Regions from separate parts of the Sus scrofa genome. Here region 1 is linked to region 2. The links are chromatin contacts, called in public Hi-C maps. All regions are on one chromosome and are shown on one strand. Each heading gives the region's core, a stretch centred on a gene start, on an enhancer-like site or on the middle of the called end of the contact. The rest is flanking DNA. Distances are from core to core; before and after follow the strand shown.

Region 1 (7,728 bases), core at 1,525-4,024, 440 kb before region 2:
ACAATGAGTAAATTATAAGATGGAAGCAGGAGATGGCAGCACATCAGATAAGTCGCCACCTCTGACCGGCAGATTCTGGACAAACTTCATCTCCGAGGAGACCGAGGTCAAGATGTGAACAGCTCACCCCTTCTCGGCACGAACGAGCCCTCCCCGTCCTGGCTAGGAACTCTAGTGGGCAGCCAAGTATGGTCCAGACTGCCGCCTTATCCTAAAGGAGATCTGGCGGACACAGAGGGACAGCGCTAAGACGTGGCTGTGATGTGTTTCAGGGTGAGAATTACACACGGACCTGGAGTGCAGGGTAGGCAGATGTCCTTGGGAGATGGACTTAAGAGACGTCTTTCCAAGGAAATGTGTCTTTAGGCTGAAGAATCGATAGGAGCTGAAGGCCAGGAGCAAAGCTAAGAAGGACTGCAGCAGAACCTGAGTGGGAGCAGGGTGGCCTGAGTGGCAAGCCACACTTGCCAGCAGGGGGCACTGTTTGGGCAACCGAGGGAGAGAGGGCTGGGGCCAGAGCACCAATGGCCCCCTGGTTTTCTCTAGAGCACAGGTTCCTTTTGCCTTTCGTAACTTCGCCTCTCCCGGGTAGCTCTCAAGCTTTTCCCTGGTCCCTTCTGGTATGTCCCCTAAATTCAACAGATAAAATCAGTAACTCATTTTCCAAATCCCACCAGGCTTCTGTCTCCATGGGCTCCTGGTTCCGCTTGCTGTCTCCCGAGACCCGTGTGTAGAATCCCAGTCACATCAACTCCCAGAGCAGTCAAGATTCAGTGGGGAGACTTGGAATCCGGAGCTCCCTAAAAAGTATCCCTAAACTTCTACCACTTTCTGCAGAGCTGCCGTGCAATCTAGTGCTGTAAAAATCTACAGACGTGGCTCACGGTTTCTGGTCTTAAAACATCACCTCCAGGTAGTTATAAGAAAGTTGGGATCGTGACATCGAATTTCTAAGAGAAAAGCGAGAATGAGTGGGGAGCTGTCCTTAAGCTCACAAGGAACAGTTCTGCAAAGCGTCCTAGACCTGCTTGCATCTCCGCAGTTCCCGCTACAACTCCAGACGACCAGCCCAGGAAGCAAGACACCTAGCAAAGCCCCCCGAGTGTGACCCAACATCACTCTTTCCTGTTAAACCATCTAGTTTCCAGGAGGGGGAAAAAGAAGCGAACCCAACACTCCCGATTGGCTCATCAACTGTTCTCCAAAGACGGTAACGACAGCCTGGATGGGAGCGGAACTGTGTGCTCAGGGAACTGTCACTGCCTTTGCAGTTTGGTCAACACCAAACTGTTCATTTGTGCCTCGTAGGCATCTCTGTCTTTCACAGTCTCCAGATGACACTCCAATAGTAAGAGAAATGTGAGCAGGTGCACCTATTAAATATGTAAAATACACCTCTTGTCTTCCACTCAGTTAGAAGACGTATTTCTAAAGAGTGTGCAAAGTCACCTAAAATAAAGACAGGGAGAACGAACACCCTCCGTGCCTTGTTTCTTTTTTTTTTTTTACACACAAAAATGCAAGTGGACTCATCACATCAGCTTTTTCCGCAGAAGATAAACGCAAGCCAATTAAAAATTCAGTTTCTTTTCTTTAAGCTAATTCCTCAGGTTTTGCTAATTAGCAACTAATAGTTCTGTCATCTGCACTGGGACACATAAGGAAGCATACCAGCAGTATGTTTTCAATCAAAGCATTTGCACGGAAGAATGAATCATATTTTCCAGGAGGAATTAAGGCTTGGGAGCCGCTGGGGGCAGAAGGAAAGCAGTCTTCACACAACTCGAAAACTGTAAAAAAGATCTGAAATTTTAGAAAACAAGGGCGTCTCTCTCACGCCCCACCCCCCGCCCCCTTAACAAAACCAGCAGGAGGTCTACACGGCATGGCTGGTGAATCCAAGAAACTCCCCACCAAGGACCCCCCGCAGGCAGAGTTCGCAAACTGGACTCCACACAGTGGGACGGAAGAGAGTGAAACACATGTTTTCTGTAACAGGGAAGAGAAGAAAAGTTAAGTGTCGGCCAGGATTCAGGGATGCTTTAACTATTGTGTCACCTGCCTTGTGAGTTTATAAAAGAATAAATGCAGGGTGGTTAAGTGAACGCAGGGGCTGAGGGTGGTTTGCAAGATCTGGCTGCAGATGAAGCAGGAGCGGAATACAACTGCTGAGAAATCTTTGGGCAGGAGGAGCCTGGAGGGGGTCCTTCTGACTCCAGTACAAGGAGGGCAGGTCCCTCCAACCCGGCCCCTCCCATGTGCTCCCCAATTATAATGCGCCAGTGATGGTGCAGCCGCCAGCCTGTCAGCACCAGCCCACGTCTGAGCCAGGCAGCTTGCACGTCCACTTTTCTGCCTTGATATACAGCTTATCCACAGCCACCCTTCCCAAGCGAAGCCCCCCGCAATGCCCCATGAGGATTTTATTCCGAACACATGTTGCAAACGTTTGAAGTGCCCGCTACCCTTGGGTTTTCTTTTTGCTTTTCTTTTTTTTTTTTAAGTCAAACCCACAAAACCAAAAACACTCTGAATCCCGCCTAAGTGCCGTTTGAGAAGATGCAACATCGCAGACCCAAGGATCATAAAGTCTTGTGCAATCACCATTTTACAGATGTGTCCTTGTGAGGAGAAAAGCGATTTTCCCTTTTCCGGTCTTACAGGAAGCCTGCCCACACGTTAGAAATACAAAGTCAGTATATATAGAAGCACAAATTAGGCGTCTTGGAAAAGTCTGCACTTTCCGACCACAGAGAAACGCAGGAATTACAGTGCGAGTTCACATGCCCAGCTCCCCGGGCTTAGAAAGTCCTTCCTCTCCAACTCTCTGGTGGGGCTGGCAGATGACTCAGATGAAAGGGAAGTGGCCTTATAAAGACGGGTCTGAACCTGGAGCTACTGAAGGGCTGCCATGAACTTGCGTCCTTGACACGCCTGCCGACTGAGACAAGGTCGCAAAACGTGGTCAAACGTCAACACCTCACGTTAACAAGCGAGGCCTTTCTGCACATACGCTGAAAAACTCTTAGAGGAGATGCCCGCACCAGCGTCACATGAGTCATTTACCTGGATGAATAGATCCGCACAGGGTCGATAGAGATTATCACAAAGTACCTAAAAAAAGCACTTGTTATGCTGGTAGATGATTAAGTAACCACCCCAGTGGGGTTCTAGAAAAAGGAAAGTCCCCTCTCACTGACTTCTTGAGGCTTAGTTTAAGACATCTTTAAATTATTTAACAAGGGAGTTCCCATGTGGCTCAGCGGTAATGAACCCAACTAACATCCATGAGGATGAGGATTCGATCCCCAGCCTCGCTCAGTGGGTTAAGGATCCAGGGTAGCCGTGAGCTGTGGTGTAGGTGACAGACATGGCTTGGATCTGGCGTGGCTGTGGCTGTGGCGTAGGCTGGCAGCTGCAGCTCTGAATCAACCCATAGCCTGGGAACCTCCATAGGCCGCAGGGGTGGCCCTAAAAAGACCAAATAAATAAATAACATGAATATGTGACACCGTACCTTTTATTTTTCGTACCTTTTACTTTCCCACGTGTATTAAGTTTATATCTGGCACAGAAAACACTTTCTGCTAGGAGTGTGAAAACGGGAAAACATCTCAAACTCAGGTAAAAGCTTTAACGTTTCTTAACTCCCCCACCAGGGAAAAATTAGAGTCCGCCCACGAAGGTTCAAGAAGGAAGGGCTATGCTCGCAAGGCCAAGGCACCCCATTCTCACTGCGCGCCCGCTCCCTAAGGGTTCCAGGCCGCTCCGTGTCTCATCTGGGTTTGTAGAAGACGCTGGTCTCAGGGAGGCAGGAAGGCAGGCAGGTCTGGCGGAGAAACGCCAGGCCACACGAACCAAACGCAAGAGCCACGCGGATAAAAAAGACCACGGTCTGGAGCATGACCTGGTCAGGTACCGAGGGCGGTGATGACAGGGAGGGAGGATGCTCCCGACAGAATGGAAGGAGGAGGAGGGAGGGAGACCCGGAGGAGGGGGAGGAAGAGCCCCTGCAGCGACCGCGAGGCCCCCACCATAGGCCGGAGGTTGCACTAGAGACGGTCCTGGCATCGTGTCACTTCACGGCCACAAGGACGCCATGGGGCTGGGTCTTCCTCACTCCCAGTCAACCGCTGGGAAGGGATCCTCAGCCGGAGGGGGATCGCAGAGGACACAGCCTCCCTGGCGACAGTCCCACCACCAGGAAGGGGCAAGGCTGGACCCGGAGTGCGCCGATGGCTGAGCCAATCCAGGGAATCCCTAGGGGGCCCCATCCGCATCACACGTGACAGTAACACTTATTCACAACCAAGTGCGGGAGTCCATGGCGACTCGGGGTCCGAAGAGCCATGTGGTTACAGACGACCCACCTGGCTTAGAAAGGACCATGTGATGTTTTACTAGAGATTCGCCCCAAACTGCGGGGAACACTGAAGAACAGCCACCCCGTGGGTGTGACGTCCCCTAGCGACAACGATCGGTTCCAAGAGCTCTCCAGGGCTCCATGCTCAGTCCTACCCCACTGGAGGCCCGGAAGCCAGGGCAGGTGGGTGGGGGGGGGTTGCACGTGTGGGTCACAGGCAAACCGTGAGGACAAAGGGACCAAGGACAAGCTGCAAGGTGAACGGCGCCGAGAGAGAGTTAACGGTCATCCCCCAACAGAGGTCCTCGTCAGCTGTCCTGACCAATTAAGGACCCCACTAATTAGTGGGCATCTGGAATGGAAAACAAAACATACATATGAGATGGGGTGGGGGGGCGTCTGTGTCCACATCTAAGGGCGAAAACAACGCAGGGAGCACGCGGCCAATAATCCAAACTGTATTCTTTTTCTAAAGGAAGCAGACGTGCAGGGACGATTACTAGGGGCAGAGAGAGTGGGGACTCCCTCCTGGCTTCCGCCCGCGTCATACGCTCCTCCCAGAGACCCGGCCACAAAAACCCAGGGTAGGACACGTAGGAATGCACCCGGAGAAAAGCCTACCAACACTATTCTAAACGCTCGTTCTGAAAAGAAAGGGAAAATAAGAGAAAACCAGATAAACCCCTAACAGGGGAAGGAAGGGAACAGAACACACTCCACGTCCTCCTGATGTGACCTGTGTCTGCAGAGCTGCAGCTGGTGGACAAGGGTGTGCGAGGGTCCGGCACACAGCAGGCGGTTCCGTTACACACAGACACAGAAACACACATATGTATTTTGGATTCTCTGCCATTACAGCTGATCACAAGAGAGGGAGCGCAGCTCTCTGTGCTGATCAGCACTTTTTAAACAGAGGTACTGACGTCCTTTTAAAAGCTAAGAAAAACCTATCGACCCTTCTCCCCCATGCCTCTGACCACTTTAAAAAAAATTCTCCCCCCACTTAAAAAACATAATTTATCTTCCATCTTTACCAACAACATAATCCGGCCGGGGCAGGGGGATGCCGTGGCTGAGACGTAAGGTTGAACGAGGCGCTTTGATCTGCACTCTGATGAGGGAACATTCCCTCTGCTTCCAGCCAACTAATGAAGGGGCGAAATGAGCTTTTATCCTGGGCACTTTCTTGAGCAAAAAAACATGCGCTAATCAGCTGTCCTCACTAATCAGTCATCTGGCTAATGACCTTTTGCCTTAAAACACTAAAATTTCTGAATGATGTGGAAAAAAGGCAAACGCAAACCAGTCCCCCGCTTTGGAGCCGGATGGCTCAATCTGGCACTGGAGCCGAGGAGGTTAAACAGCCTCGTCTGTATCCTGGCGAGGTGATAAATCTGTAATCAGGAGCTGTAAGCTTTGGCACCTCCGTACGAACTTCATTACCCCCCAGCCAAATTACATACATCTATTTTTTAACGAGAAACAGGCCAGAAGTAAATTCAACCCTCAAATGGTTTTCTCTGCATTCAGCCTTTGGAGAAAACCATTGTCTGGGTATATTTGGAGTCCTAGGTAATTTCTTCAACTTTATGCGTGCTGCAAGAGGGGCGGCCCGTGTCTCTGGTGCACTGATTAGAGAAGAAAGCAGGACCCGGAGAAAAGTCTTCCATAGGAAGGAATTTAGCCCCGGTCGGTGAAAGGTGGCTTGTTCTTCCTCAACAATTAAGCAACAAAACAAAACAAAACAAAAAAAAACAAATTAAAAGTGGGCATGGCTGCCATTAAAGACATCTGCTGATGCAGCCCAGTTTAGTAACTCCCCCATCTACCAATTTTCCTCCAGCAGCGTCCACGTGGGCGGAGCAAAGCTGGGGCGCGTTCCCAGGAAGGGACCCTGTGGATGGGCGACAGATGGCCCCCTTCCTGAAGGCCACCCGCGCCGCCGCCGGGCCCGACCGACGGAAACGGCTCTCCCCCTAAGACCAAGAAGGGGCCAGGACGTGGGACAGGAGGAGACGTGGACAGCCAAGGGCATCACTTGGCATCGGCCACCCAACGCATCCAGCGCGTGCGCGCACGCGGCCTGCCGGGCGGCTCCGGCGGGGCCAGGAACTACGTACGGTAGTGAGGCTCCATGTAGCCGTTGCGGGGGTCCATGGCAAACACGGCCCCGCGGTACGGGACGGAGGGCTCGGCCAGGTGCGGCAGGGACCCATGGATCTCCTTCTTGATCAGCGAGGCCCTCTCGTCGCTGGAAGTCGAGGGCTCCTCGCTGACCTTGCCGAGCCCCTGGACGCTCTGTGGCTGCATGGCGACCGCGTTTCTTCGCTCTCGGTGATACGTCTGTCCAGGACTTTCATCCTCTGAAGAAAGACGGGGAAAGGGACACGTGAGCGCCTTCGGGAACCACTCAAAACCGTCACCAGCGAGGACCCCCTGTCCACCCCCCAGGAAGCCTATGTCTCATTCTGGGCAGCTTTGCAAAAGCTACACTATGATGAGATGGTCTCAAGCCAAATGGCTCACGAAGGAGCCCAAATACGCGGCAGAGGAGAGAGGGGGCGGCAGGAAAGGAGCCGACGACATCCAGAGGTAGGGTCAGCACGCTATCCTCACCGGCCCCGAGGGGGGCTGGAAGTTTTGCCAGCCAAAGGCTGCGGATGTCCAGCTTGCCTTGGTCTGAGGAAGCCAGGCCTCTGAGAGACCCGGGGGGCAAGGGACCGCTAACGGTCCTCAGACAGGGACCTCTTGGAAAGGGATGCTGAAGCTTTCCTGGCTTTGCTTTAAGTCAGATGTGTGACCCCCTGGGAGATTTAACAGAGCCAGAAATGGGACAGAAAACCCATCAGTTCTAAGGGATAAAGGTGCCAGTCATAGCAACCTACAGTGCCCCTTGCAAGACACAGCCTGCCTGGGCCCACAGGACAGAGTTGAGCTAAGGGGAAGATGGGGTGTGACCGTGGGTGCAGAGGTCGTCAGGCTCTCGGACCTACATACGTGCTCTGCGGGGCTTCCAGACATGGCTTCAAACCCGACAGAAAGGGTCTAGCTCCCTGACACTGCTGTTCCCTTTCATCCGTAAGAACTTTCCATCCGTCCACCATGCTGCTCTGCACATGTGGCGGCACGACCTTTCTCTAACAGCAGATCAAAGACCAGAGCGGAAAGTCAAACCCAACAGGCGATCTGAACCCACAACAAGGGTACCAGTTCATCTGCCAGAATCACACACGGTCTCAACGATGCCCACACGAGCGCTGTGTTTAATCCACAGAGCAGAGAAGCGCTGATGGAGACGGATCTGCCGGGACACTGCTTAGACCTCTCATTGGAAAGCGGTTTCTCATCCCTGGGTAGAATCAGGC
Region 2 (7,137 bases), core at 711-3,210:
CACTTAAAACTCTCCCTAGGATTCTCCCATCAAAGTTTTCTCTGCTGGCTGCTGGCCCTAGGGAAGGCCTGCAGACACAGTAGCCTGGCAAACATCTCGAGGCAGAGGGAAATGCTGGCTTCCCTTCTTTCAGGCGACCCAAGTTTGCACACATGGCTTTCTTCGAGCCCTCTTACCTGGTCTGGGAGAGGAGAAAGGCTTGGCACCCCCACCCAGCCATCAGAGCAATCCCCAGACTACAAAAAAGTCCCCACTGTATCAAATTCCCTTCAAGTTTCTAGCCTTCTCTTTTTATGAATATCTGGGTTTGGGGACAGAGATTTGTAAGACCATGTTGGTATGGACACTTATAAGAATGTAGAGTATTTATCAAAACTTGTCCTCAGCTTGGGCCTTTGAGGGAAGCATTGGATGGCAGGAAAAATACAGTTTTATTATTATTATTGCACATACTGCATGTAGGTGCCCAGCTTGGATCCCCCCGCTCATCTTGCAAAGGTGGTATGCAGCTGCCGAAATGCATACAATGCAAAATAACACAGGTAAGAGCCACAAAAGATCCGCCTAATACTGTAAATCTACTAGCAATAGATGTGAAGATTTGGGGGCAGGAGAGTAACATGATGAAAATGATGTTTGAAAGAAATTAAACTGGGGGGGGGGAATGGGAGTGTGAAAAATCTGATGATGGGGAGACCAGACAGGGTTGCTACAGAAACCTGGACGTCCGGCCATGGGTGTGCAGGTGGGAGTGGTGGGAGAAGGATGTGTGGGACAGATTAAGCACCAGAAAAGCTTACTGGATGTAGAAGGGTTTTGCTTTCTGCTGAAATCAAGGCCCAGAGGGGTCAAGAAGAAACATTTGAAGGTTACTCCTTTTATCAAATGGCAGACCTCCAGTCAGACCTGGGCAGCCCTGAGCAATCCCTCCTAAGTGGTTCTCAGCAGAGTTAGTTATGTGTGCAGAATCAGCAGACTATGAGTAAATAGAAATATGATGATAGGAGTTCCCTGGTGGCCTAGCCGTCAAGGATCCAGCTTTGTCAGTGCTGTGGCACAGATGGGTCGCTGCTGTGGTGTGAGTTCCATTCCTGACACAGGAATTTCCACATGTCTGGGGACTTGGCTAAAAAAAATAATAAATTCAGAGAAGGACAAATATCATATGAGATCACACATATGTGGAATCTAATAAAAATGATACAAAAGAACTTATTTATAAAGCAGAAACAGGCTCAAAGACTTCAAAACCACATTTGTGGTTACCAAAGGGGAAACTTGTGGGCGGATAAGTTAGGATTTGGGGATTAACCTATGCACACTACGGCATATAAAATAGTTAAGTAGCAAGGACCTGCTGTAGAGCACAGGGAGATCTACTGCGTACTCTGTAATAACCCATGTGGGAAAACATGGGAAAAGGAACGGATGTGTGTATATGCATCATTGAATCAGTTTGCTGTACACCTGAAACTAACACAGCATTTTAAGTTAACTATAGTCAAATAAGTTTTTTTAAAAAAAGGGAAGTTGATGATGATACCAATATCAGATGATAACATTGGGGGTTTGCTGAGTGTGCTTTATTTCCAGAGAGAGAACAAATCAGCCAGTGGTGACAGAGCTCCCAGCCCTGCCCAAAGGGTATTCCTCCCCCCGTAACCAGCGCTGTCTTGGGTTTAGGAATTGTACACAGTCAAGCCAGCTTCCAGGGTAAATTGTCTTCAGTCTCTTGGAGCAGAACAAATACCTGGATGCTCCCGCCTGGGAGGAGGCTCTCTCCCTCCCAAATCCCGAGTCGCCCTGGCCCGCCTCCAAACGTGGACTCAGAGGTGATTAAAGGATATTCAAGTGGAGCAGCGGCACCAGGCTGACATGTTTCTGGGGAGCCTAAGCTGGGCTTTCCAGCGCTCCTCCATCATGCTCCAGAGCATTCTCCGTGGTTCCCAGCCGACTGCTTTCAGGCAGTACCAGGCGGTTCCCCTGGAACTTTTCTCAGCTATTCTCTACAGCTGTGAAGACAGCTCCTTGGGTGAACTCCAGCCTGCTGAATCACTCATTTCCTGTTCTTGATCTCAGACATTTGTTTGATGTTGCTTTCTCAAAAAAAAAAAAAAAAAAAAAAAAAACAACTTTTGGAGGAAAAAATATATAGTTTTACGGGCTTGAGCACTGAACCAGTTCATTTTGAAGGTGTCTTATCACCATAACCACTTTCCTGCAGAAAGTTCTGAGTGCTGAGTAAAACTCTAGGAAGCTTCTCCCAGGACTGTTGGATGTTGGAGACAGGATTCTGGGTTCTGTTTACACCATAGCGATGAAGACATATGGCTCATTTGGTTCAGCAGCGGGTCAGGAGAAGCTGCCATTTCTAGAAACATCAGATGAATGAGCAGCGCAACCCAAGAATCAGTGGTGTGGGTGTTTCCAAGTCTTCCATCTTAAAAGAACACGTTGGAAGAAAAGCGAGGTGCAGCCAGCTCTCACTTAGCCGCCCCCCTGTATTTCTCAGGAATCCCTGGGACTTTCCATTTCTCATAGTGCCTCCCTCTGCTAATATCTTCCTTCTGTTCAATTTTCTGTTCCCCTTAGATTCTCACTGCTTACATCTGCTTCCTCACTGCAGACGCATCCAACCAAATGTGGAAATGGGGTACTTTTCTGCAATTTTCCCACGCAAGCTATGACCCACACAAGATGGTAGTTTTAGCAAGGCTTCCGAAGGAGCCTGAATTAAGGAGAGGACTCACACAGCCGTACAGCGATGGCTGGAAACTGCCTGTTCGTGCACATGCAGTCCTCCTGGCCCCGGGAGTCTCCCGGCGGGGTCCTCCAGAGGAAGCAGCTCCCTGGCTGACCCCGCCTCCGGCCGCCCTCCACGCAGCTGGCCCTATTCTTTCCTGTTCCCCATTCACCCCTCAGTCCTCGTACTGCCTTCCTTTTAAGCTGCCATGAAAACTTTGAATCCCCCTTGTTTTATGGGACAAGCCAATTTAATTTTCTTTGTCTCATTCCTCCTCTTCTGGACCAAGGCCTGGGGTCTGTCCTCTTGAAAACACTCAGCAACCATCGGTCGTGCTGCCAGCTAAACTTTGACTCTCGACGCCCATCCACTAGATTAGTTTTCAAGTCAGTAAGTTTTAAAAACTTACCTAAATACTATAATGTATCTCTTGGCATTAGAAATCAAAAACAGAACGCAGAGGGACTCCGTTGCAAAGCTTTATCATTCCTGTGTTTATTCTAAGTATTCCATCCACAGCAGAAAGGAACACACCAGTATAAATCAACTTATTTCAATTAAAAAAGATTTTAAGTGACACAAAGGAACGTCTCTATGAAACAGAAACAGACACACAGATGTGGAGAACACGTCTTGTGGTGGCCAAGGGGGAGGGAGGGAAGTGGGATGGAGTGGGAGGCTGGGATTAGCAGAATTAGCAGATGAAAGCAGTATGTGCAGCATGGATAAACAGCAAGGGCCTACTGTAGAGCCCAGGGAACTATATTCACCATCCTGAGATGAACCATAATGGAACAGAAAAATTTTAAAGAATATATGTATATGATGTGTGTGTGTGTATAACTGAGTCACTTTGCTGTAGAGCAGAAAATCACACACCATTGTAAAACAACTCTACTTCAATAAATACATAAATAAAAAGTCTATCCACTAAACTTAAGAAACATAATTTTTTTTTCTTTTGTCCTTTTTAAGGCTGCACTTGCAGCATATGGAGGTTCCCAGGCTAGGGGTCTAATCTGAGCTGTAGCCACCAGCCAACACCAGAGCCACAGCAACGCCAGACCTGTGCTGTGTCTGCGACCTACACCACAGCTCACGGCAACGCTGGATCCTTAACCCACTGAGCGAGGCCAGGGATCGAACCTGCAACCTCATGATTCCTCGTCGGATTCGTTTCTGCTGCGCCACAGCGGGACCTCCGGAAAAATAATTTCTTGACTCGATGTTTATTTAGACCCAGTTTCTGGCTCCCTGTTGAGGGTAAACTGGAGATAAGTGGCCCGTTGTCTGTGGACACGTGTGGACAGTGGCCCCCCTTCAACTAACACAAATTAGTTGAAATGAGCCCACCCTGCTTCTCTGCAGAAGTGGGGAGAGCCTGAAAGCACCTCTAATCTCCCTGTATGTATACGAGGAAGACACACAGTGCAAGACACCATGTGCCGTGTTAAATACGCCCACAACACACACAGACCAAGGAAGGGCTGCTCCCGTCCTTCTGAGTTCATTAATGCCAGGGCATTAAAAAATGAATATGAAACGACCCTCAGGTTTTATCTAGCAATCTTCTCTGAAAGGATAAGCAAATTGCAAAATGCTGCTCCAGGCCTGGTGCCAATTTGCGGCACAGTTTTAACCAGGTTAAGATAAAATGAGCAAAATAAAGAGGTTTTGTTTTGAAATACGTCTATTAAGGTTTCCGACTCCCATGGGGAGTGGTTCCGTGAGAGAAGACGAGGCCCCCTCTCCATGCTACGTGTTGTGTTGTGATGTTACATTTTAAGGGAGAAGATGATGATCTCAGCAGTTTTGAGGGATTTTTTAAAAATTCTTGCACGAGAGCAAATTATGTTCTCCATTGGAGTTCCTCTTGTGGCTCAGGGGTAATGAACCTGACCAGTATCCCTGAGGACTCAGGTTCGATCCCTGGCCCACTCAGTGGGGTAAGGAGCCGTTGCCTTAAGCTGCGGCGTAGGTCCCAAGGCAGCTCAGACCCTGCGCTGCTGGGGCTGTGGGGTTAGGCCAGCAGCTGCAGCTCCCGTTTGACCCCTGGCCTGGGAACTTCCATTCACTGCGGGTGTGGCCCTAAAAAGAAAAAAAAATTATTCACCAATGTCTGGGAACCGGTCTTCTAGAAACATATCTGTGGGATTAAGAAAAGGAGCGAAACAAAACAAACACTTCTCAATCCCTTAGAACATATTTTAAAAAGAGAAAATCATGCAGAGCTTTCCCACGGCGTTGCCGTGGAAGAGGCTGCAGACAGGCTCCATCCCTCCACTCAGCCTCCCACCCCACACCACAGCCACGGCATCCTCCCTTCTAGATTCCTCTTTCCCCCTTCAGATCCATAGATGAGCCCACATGAAATGTTAGTTGCATAGAGAAAAGAGGATTCTGTGACACAACCCGAAGATTTCAACTACTGATTTGGAAAGACGGCTGGGCTAGGTTGCAGAATCAGCCAAAGCCCTGCCAACTGTGGCTCCTCCCACTGGCCCAGAGGGGTCTCCCACTCACAGACCCAACCCTGCTGCCAGGGAACTTAGGCAAGAGAGACGATTATGAATTGACTTCTCAGACCAACCATTTTGCTGACAATTTTTTCTCGCTCATTGAATTTATCTGACATTGAGGAGACATCAACATTGCACCGTATGCAAATCTAAAATGCATTTGAAATTAAAAGTTAGGCAAGCGCTTCCTAAATTGCCACTCCGGGAGTTCTCGTTGTGGCACAGTGGTTAACAGATCCGACTAGGAACCATGAGGTTGCAGGTTCGATCCCTGGCCTCGCTCAGTGGGTTAAGGATCCGGCGTTGCCGTGAGCTGTGGTGTAGGTTGCAGACACGGCTCGGATCTGGCATTGCTGTGGCTGTGGGGTAGGCTGGTGGCTACAGCTCCGGTTGGACCCCTAGCCTGGGAACCTCCATATGTTGCTGAAGCGGCCCTAGAAAAGGCAAAAAGACCAAAAAATAAAAATAAATAAATAAATAAATAAATTGCCACTCTGGTGTCCACCAAGATGAACACAGGTCATAAGAGAATTAGGTCTTGAAGAGATCTTGGAGATGACACAGCCCAGGGCTCTTTCATGACAGATGAGAAATGGTAGAATTTGCAGGTTCCATAATAATCCAGGATTTCCAGCCCAGCAGATGAGAACCCTTTGTGTCTGAGTCTCCTTCAAAGCAAAATGCGCAACTTTCTTTATTTGCCAGCCTTGTTTTTCCACAGGGTAGACTTAAGGACCTCTTCCTTCCTTCTTCCTTCCTTCTTTCCTTCCTTCCTTCCTTCTTTGCTTTCTCCCTTTCTTTCTTTTCTCTTTTTAGGGCCACACCTGCAGCATATGAAGGTTCCCAGACTAGGGGTTGAATGGGAGCTGTAGCCACCGGCCTACACTGCAGTCACAGCAACACCAGATCCAAGCCGCATCTGTGACCTACATCACAGCTCATGGCAACACTGGATTCTTAACCTACTGAGTGAGGCCCGGGATCAAACCTGCATCCTGATGGATGCTAGTCAGATTCGTTTCCACCGAGCCATGATGGGAATTCCTGTTTCTTTTATTTCATGCTTTTTGATTTTTGACAAGGTATAATGGGCACATGTTTATGGCCCTGAAATTTCCCAGTTTTTGATTCTACCTTATATACCTAGAAAGTAAGAGTAATAGGAGCTCCCATGGTGGCACACTGGGTAAATATCGGGCTGCTGCAGAGGCACAGGTTCAATCCCCTACTCAGTGCAGTGAGTTGAAGAATCAGGTGTTGCCACCTATGCCACAGCTGTGGCTTAGGTTCAGTCCCTGGCCTGGTAACTTCCATGTGTGGTGGGTGCAGCCACAAAAGAAAATAAGAGTAATAAGTGATATCTCCATATCATGCCTCTGTGTCTAGTTGTTGATTTTTAAAATTCTACTTCTTCCTTTATTCATACCTTTATTTTTCCCTGACCCCTTTCCCTGCAAATAAGCAAACTGTATAGCATTTACATTGAATAAGCCCACCCCATGATGAGTTAATCAAATGTCTGAGTAAATCAGATATGTAGACCCTTCTGAAGGTTCGAATGAAGAGAGAAGACAGTGTTCCAAGAGAAGAAAGCATTTTTTAAATGCAAGTGTCTTATCTTATATTCTTTTTTTAAATTCCAGTGAGGGGAAGCTCAAAGACCTGTGCCTGGCAAGATCAGTTCCCAGGATTTTTTCCCTTTTGACTGATCCCAAGGGCCGGAGGTTACCCATACTCAGAACTAAAGCATGGAGTCTAGAAGTAATGTCCTGAAGCAGCACAAGGTAAGCCCAATGGTCAAGTGCCTGAAAGGCGGTCAACCATCTATGAGGGCATCATGAAGGACAGGATAAAGCAGTCATGGAGCTGGAGATA

The links. Hi-C and Micro-C count contacts between places; a contact is called where the count stands out from the background.
Region 1: a Hi-C map of embryonic fibroblasts shows a contact between it and region 2, with 1.6 times the contacts expected there. The contact joins two enhancer-like sites. A contact is called at or near these places in 5 of 47 Hi-C or Micro-C datasets (embryonic fibroblasts, epiblast stem cells, mesenteric adipose tissue and 2 more).

The regions. Positions count from the first base shown.
Region 1 is chr18:52,494,382-52,502,109 of Sscrofa11.1, reverse strand. It overlaps GLI3 (transcriptional activator GLI3), which reads right to left. Exons shown (of 15, transcript XM_021078945.1): 3 at 6,484-6,726. Among named protein-coding and RNA genes, the nearest start is that of GLI3, 95 kb to the right of the region's middle. Within about 2 kb of position 2,774, at least 5 of the 83 cell types and tissues checked have an H3K27ac peak or open chromatin away from gene starts, as enhancers often do. A contact at or near this core is called in embryonic fibroblasts, where this site is marked.
Region 2 is chr18:52,053,909-52,061,045 of Sscrofa11.1, reverse strand. No RefSeq gene overlaps it. Among named protein-coding and RNA genes, the nearest start is that of C18H7orf25, 130 kb to the right of the region's middle. Within about 2 kb of position 1,960, at least 29 of the 83 cell types and tissues checked have an H3K27ac peak or open chromatin away from gene starts, as enhancers often do. A contact at or near this core is called in embryonic fibroblasts, where this site is marked.